Regions from separate parts of the Zea mays genome. Here region 1 is linked to region 2. A link is a contact called in public Hi-C data. All regions are on one chromosome and are shown on one strand. Each heading gives the region's core, a stretch centred on a gene start, on an enhancer-like site or on the middle of the called end of the contact. The rest is flanking DNA. Distances are from core to core; before and after follow the strand shown.

Region 1 (3,057 bases), core at 142-2,641, 270 kb before region 2:
GTAGCTTCCCCATGGACATTGGACAGGCACCGCGCGCTGGGATCCTCCTCGGCCACCACCAGCACCACCTAGCTTCTTCTCCTCTCTCTCTCTCTCTACACCGCACCGCACCGCAGGGTAGCTTAGCTAGCGCATCAGTACGTACAGGCGGCCACGAGCTGCGTATTGATCCTGGGATAGAATATTGGCGTACGGACCGCTCCAGCGCTCGGTTCCCGTGCTTCCTGCCCAAGCTAGCTTTGACCGTCAAAGCGCGCGGTCGCGGAGCCGGCCGGACTGGCGGGGCGCGCGGCGCTGGCCAAGCAGACTTGCCTGCCTGATGACTGCTCTGCTAGTAGTAAAAGGTGGGCGGTGTCGCGCGGTGAAAAAGTGAAACACATGCCGTTGAACGGGGTTCTAATCTCTGGCTTAGCTGGGGAGGGGTGTTGAAGAGCACGTTTAACCCCCTCGGTTACGCCGTGCTCGTACGTACGGGTTAAACAAAGGAAAGAGGGGCCCCGCGATCGCCGGTCAAAAATACCGGGCGCTCCGTCCGGGGGGGTTGAGAGAGACACAAAGGTAAAAGGGCCACCGCCACCCCCTCTGCATGTATGTCATGTCTTGCTACTAGACGCCGCGCGCATGCATGCAGATGCAGCTCGTCGCGTCCCGTAGAGACTAGAGACTGCGTTGCGTTTGGCACTTGAGTCCCGTCCGTGTGCACACACGCTCGCGTTTCTCCACTAGCTGGACGCTGTGCATGCACGCGCGCACGTTGCACGTTCGGATTATTTGGTCAGTGGCAAGGCTTAGTTAACTATTGTTTGCTCCGTCGAATAAATCTACTGACAGGTAGGCGACTATCAGACATGACATGAGTGGACGAGTGGGTGCTCTGCGAGACTTTTGTTTTGAAAATGCGCGCGTCAGAGGGCTCGGATTCGGCGATTAAACATATCGCCCAGCGAACGCGTACGTGTCACAGGCGCGGCGGGACCGTCGCCGCCCGTGCATGGGCTGCAGGTGGCAGCCGCCATGCGGCCCCCGGCCATTTCCCGGGAGGCATGGTGGGTCTTGGTCGCGGCGCGTGTGCACGGCTGCACCCGCGCGCGGCGCGCGTCACTGTTGCATGGCGGGTCGGCACTTCGCCACGGCCCACGGGTCTCTCGAGCGGACACGAGTCGTGCTGAATTAGTTGCTGGTTCACTCCGGCCCGAGCAAGAGGCCCAGGATATGCGGACACGAGTCGGCCCGAGTGGGTGCTTGGGCCCAATTTGCTGTGGGCTGCAATATGCACCGCGTGTAGAACCATCGGAGTCCCGTACACGCTAGTGTTGGCGACTCCAAGAGTGTTCTTATCGCCCCGAAGGCGGTCTCCACTCTCTACAGACAGCCGCCACCGCCGCCGGTGGTTCACAAGCAGCCGGTAGGTACTCAACCCAAACCGCAAGGAGGACACGGAACCCAAATTCCAGCACGACTCATCCAGCCAGCAGCCCAAGCGAACCTAGGGCCCTTGAGCTCCCTCCCGCATGGCGTTCCCGTGGTGCCTCTCGGCTCCGGCCGCCGTCCCGCCTGTGGCGCCCGCGCCGGGCACCTTTGGCGTATCCGCGTCGGTCACCGCCCTCGCGCGTGTGCCGGTTCTCGCCGGTAGGCGGCGCAGGTGGAGCACGCTCGTGGTCTGCGCGGCCCCCGACGAGGAGAAGATTACCAAGCGGTCGCCCCTCGATTTCCCCATCGTAATTCTCTTGCTCTTCAACTTACCATCGGTTCATTTCATTTTAGCAGCTTGTTCTGGTGGGATTGGAGGAGGCTATAGGCTGCCCAATAACCGGTTTAGGGAGCGGGCAAAATCGGTAGAAATGTTACGTAAGTTGTGGTGTGGACAGGTTGTTCCGGTTGGGTATGCCTATGCTTTAGCTTTCGGATGTGGATTCGGTCTTCATCTACTTTTTAAGTTTTGCCATTTCGTATATCTCTGGCGAAGATACCTTTACGAAAATGATAATTTTTCACCCTATGATTTATTATGAGTGTAATAATTTCATCTGCGCTAACATAAACTTTTATTGCTATAACTTTCTGGGGTTCTTTTGCAGCTAGTAGCTCGTTGTGCTGATAGATATTTGGAGCTTCAATTTTATATTCGCTCCTAAATACTGACTACAGTCTACAAATAAGCCCTAAATGTCCTTCTGAATGTGTAGCTTCTATATATGTTTTTCTTTGTAAGAGTCTTTCATCATCAAAGATTCAAAATGAGAGAATGTTGTGGCGAGCAGTCATGAGCTGGTTTTGGTGAACTCTTAATTTCTTTAAGGCTTGACTATGTAAATGGCTTCATGACTGTATGACTGCATGTATTACATGTTGTGATGTACAGTATGTAGATACTGATCCTAGCCTTTCTTGGTAATGTTTTTTTGTGTACAACCAAAGTGGCGATTGCAGATCTGTTGCAACTTTTTCCAATGATTATTAGCTATTGGTGTGGAAGATCTGTCCAGCCTAGCAAAAATAATGTTCAAACATGACTAGTGATTTAGATCTGTTGACATCAACATTAATTTCTCTGTTGTTTGATTGTTGCTAGGAATGGGAGAGACCAAAGCCTGGGAGGAGACCTGATATCTTCCCTAAGTTCAGCCCAATGAAGACACCATTACCGCATCCGTTACCAGCTGATGATCCTCTGGATGATGATCAAGAGGAGGAAGAGGAAGAACAACCACCACCACAGGAGGAGCCACAAGAGGATGATCCAGACAAGGAAGAACCTGAGGAAGATGACCCGGACAAGCCAACCGAGTAACTTCTGGATGGCTTGAACTGTGGTAGATATAGGCAGCGGGCAAAGATGTGCTACATCTTTGGAGCACGCCAAGAGATCTCAGTTCTATTCGAACTGTTTGTTCTGCCGGCTTATATAGGCTCTAGATGCATAAGTTTGTTATGACCTTTGAGCTTTTCTAAAGCTATGGAAGTTTTGTTTTACGGATTACAGATTACGGTGCCATATCTGTGATGATATGCATTCACACTTCTATCTTAAGTTAGCGTGTACATTACAACAAGAAG
Region 2 (3,447 bases), core at 132-2,631:
TTAAACAAATTACAGCAGATTTGAACTAAAAATATGATTTTGACCCATAAATGTAACTAATTGCAATCATCCAATCATTTGAATATCCAATCAGTTGATACTATAAACACATTGTTTGGTACTGATGACAGAAACTATAAACAGAAACTGTAAACATAAACAGAAACTGTTGGCAGACCAACAATTTGTGAATATCCAATCATTTGAATTACAATCATATGAACTATAGTAGCAACATAAACAATTTGTTGGCAGACCAACAAACATAAATAGAATCTGCCAGAAACAATTTGTAATTCCATATCCAGATCCAGTTTCTCATGCATATCTAGTTTGTGACAGAAACAAAATTGCCTTAGAAATCATGAGAGTATCTAGACCAACAAACATAAACAGAAACTCATGAGAGTAATTTGATACAGATGTGGCTCTCTAAAATATAAATAAGATATAAAAACGTGATTGACTCTCTAAAATATAAAAAGACTTTTGAAGATTGAAAATATATAGATAGTGGTATTTTATGGAAAAATGACTCTCCAAATGATAATTTAGATTGTGAAATTTTGAAACGACTCTTGGGACTACTTCGTATCAATCGTGTGCAATAACTGGTTTGACATCTACTTTACATGGGTGTATATATCTATATATGTAATCAATCAATCTATATATGTAATCAATCAAAGAAGAAATTAAAGAAGCATAAAAAAACTAATTAACAAACCAAAACCCAACCCGTCGCTGATCTCCACGCCCAGGTGGCCGCTCTCGATGGCGATCCTCTCGGCGCTGTCGGCGGGGAGGCACTTGTGCAGCGAGTCGAACACCACGGAGAAGTACCGGAGACTGGCCGTGAAAGGTGGAAGCAGCAGCCGCGCCAGCCGCGCCTTGGTTCGCCGCAGCTCGTCGTGGCTCGTGCCGGAGCCGGTGATTCGCAGGGAAACTGGCTCGTCGCCGTCGCCGTCGTGTTATGCGCTGCTCGTTCTCGCGCTCGTGCTCGCGGCGGCGGCCGACAGGGACTAGATCAAGGAGGGCCACTGGAAGTCGTACGACACGTCGAGGTCGACCACGTGGAGGTGCCGGCGATGGTGGCCGCCGCTCTGGAACGCCTCCGCGATGGCGACTGCGAGTGAACCGGAGAGGCGAGAGCCGCGGCGGCTGCGGCTGCGAGTGAACTCGAGAGGCAAGTGAACCCTAGCGCAGTGGGCGAGCACGGGCCAGGCTGATACGCGAAGAAAGTTAGCTACGTTTCAATTGGGTCTGGCCACGAAGTTAGATGTGGCTCGCCTCAGCCAGGCCTCCAAGCTGGGCCAGGATACCAAACATGACGTGATTGTTTCAAATGGGCCTGGTCGTGCGTTGGGCCAGGCAACCAAACATACCCTCCCTGTCCCACTCCCGTCTCGCGTCAACGCAACAACCGCCGGGGTGTGGACGTGTGCGCAGTGACGTCGTGCGCGAGACGACCAAATCCTCTAGGTTCTTGGACCTGGCCGACCTGCCGTTGCCCACTGCCGCGCCCGCGCCTCCTTTTCTCCGTCCCAGCCCAGCCGGCACGTCAGCTCCGCACGATGCTGCCGCGCCGTTATATACGCCAGCTCCGCGACCCGGGTCCTCCTGCCCGTCTCATCCCCCACGATTCAAAACGGCCGTGCGCACCAACTATAACCTGCGACAGCGGCTCCTTTTGCGATCCATCGGCCATGTGCACTCCCGCGGCGTGCCGCGGGCGCGTGCGCATCAACGTCGGCGGGCGGGTGTTCGAGACGACGGCCGCCACGCTCTCCAGCGCGGGGCGGGACACCATGCTCGGCGCCATGGTGGACGCCTCCTGGAACGCGTGCCCCGACGGCGCGGCCGAGTACTTCATCGACCGCGACCCGGCGTGCTTCGCGGTGCTGCTGGACCTCCTCCGCACGGGGGCGCTCCACGTGCCGCCGGGCGTCCCCGAGGCGACGCTCTACCGCGAGGCGCTCTACTACGGCCTCCTGGACCGCGTCCGCGCCGCGCGCCTCGGGGAGCTGGACGGCGACCGCGTCCGCCTGGCGGCGTCCGTGCCCGGGCGCGCGCCGGGGGACGGCACGGCCGTCCGCGCCGCGCCCGACGGCGGCTGCTGCGTCGCGCACGGCGGCGCCGTGCGCGTCTACAACTGGATGCTCGAGGAGCGCCGCCCCGTGTGCCTCGCCCACGCGCCGGTCAACGACGCGGCGTACCTGGACGCCGCCACGCTCCTGGTCGCCGCGCGGGAGCGGCCCGGCCGCCGCGACGGCCACGACGGCGGCGTGGCCGCCTTCTCCGCGCTCACGGGCGGCCTGCGCCACCGCTTCCGCGTCGCGCACGCCCGCCAGCCTCGGTCGTTCACCGCCGGCGCCCTGGCCTTCGACGGGGGAGGAGGGTCAGGGTGCGCCGTCTTCGCGAGCTGCAAGGGCCGGCTCAACGAGTACGGCGTCGGCGTCTGGGACCGCAACACGGGCGAGCAGGCCGACTTCTTCTACGAGCCGCCCGGCTGCGCGCTAGGCGACGCCGACAGGCTCCAGTGGCTGGACGGCACCGGCGCGCTCATGGTGGCCACGATGTTCCCGCGGGCCGACTCCTCCTCCATCAGCCTGCTCGACTTCAGGGACAGGAGCGTCGTCTGGTCGTGGTCCGACGTCGGCACGCCGGCGTCGCTCGAGGACAAGCACGCGGTACACGCCGTCGCGATGGAGGACGGGAGGTCGGTGTGCGTGATCAACCAGTACGACGACCTCGGCTTCCTCGACCTCCGGAGCAGCGCCGGCGGCGTGCGGTGGCGATCGCGGAGCAAGCTGGCGGCGGGCGGGAAGGCGAAAGCGCTCGGCGAGGAGGTCTGTTACCCGAAGCTCGCCACGTACGGCGGCCAGCTGTTCGCGTCGACGGGCGACGCCATCTCGGTGTTCAGCGGCCCCGACCACGTGCTCACGTCGACGCTGCGCCGCAGCGAAGGCGGCGCCATCTGCGACTTCTCCATCGGCGGCGATCGCATCTTCGCTCTGCACAGCGACGAGAATGTCTTCGACGTATGGGAGACGCCGCCGCCGGCGATCATCTGACCGTGTCACGGCAGGATTAGCCGTGTTTCTCTTGCTCGTTGGTGGTAGTAGTAATTGGTAAAAGGAATTACTGACACAGGTTTCGACAGAAAACACACAACACACACATAGTACTGTAACTTGCTCATCGTTGTGATGACACTGGTTCTTTTGCTTGTGGAAAGGAATATGGATATCAGTGGAGCACACACAGTATTGTCATTATCGACAAACGCCTTTCTTTTGCTTTTCTGTTCCTTGTGATGCTAATTATCACCCAGCAAAAAAAAAGACTTTTGCTGGGGACCCTGAAGACATCAGCAGGCAATCATGGGGCTACGTTGCGTCGAGATCATTGCGTACCCGATGTCCTGTGTACTGACCAGGAGGTCCC

Evidence for each region. Hi-C and Micro-C count contacts between places; a contact is called where the count stands out from the background.
Region 1: a contact with region 2 is called in a Hi-C map of ear, with 2.8 times the contacts expected there. The contact joins the promoter of LOC100276580 here to the promoter of LOC103627405 in region 2. A contact is called at or near these places in 8 of 25 Hi-C or Micro-C datasets (bundle sheath, ear, leaf and 3 more).

What each region holds. Positions count from the first base shown.
Region 1 is chr5:187,955,563-187,958,619 of Zm-B73-REFERENCE-NAM-5.0, reverse strand. LOC100276580 reads left to right here and starts at 1,391. Exons shown (of 2, transcript NM_001374065.1): 1 at 1,391-1,718; 2 at 2,573-3,057. The coding sequence starts at 1,512. The coding sequence ends at 2,791.
Region 2 is chr5:187,688,579-187,692,025 of Zm-B73-REFERENCE-NAM-5.0, reverse strand. It overlaps LOC103627405 (BTB/POZ domain-containing protein At2g24240), which reads left to right and starts at 1,381. Exons shown (of 1, transcript XM_008647697.3): 1 at 1,381-3,297. The coding sequence starts at 1,575. The coding sequence ends at 3,074.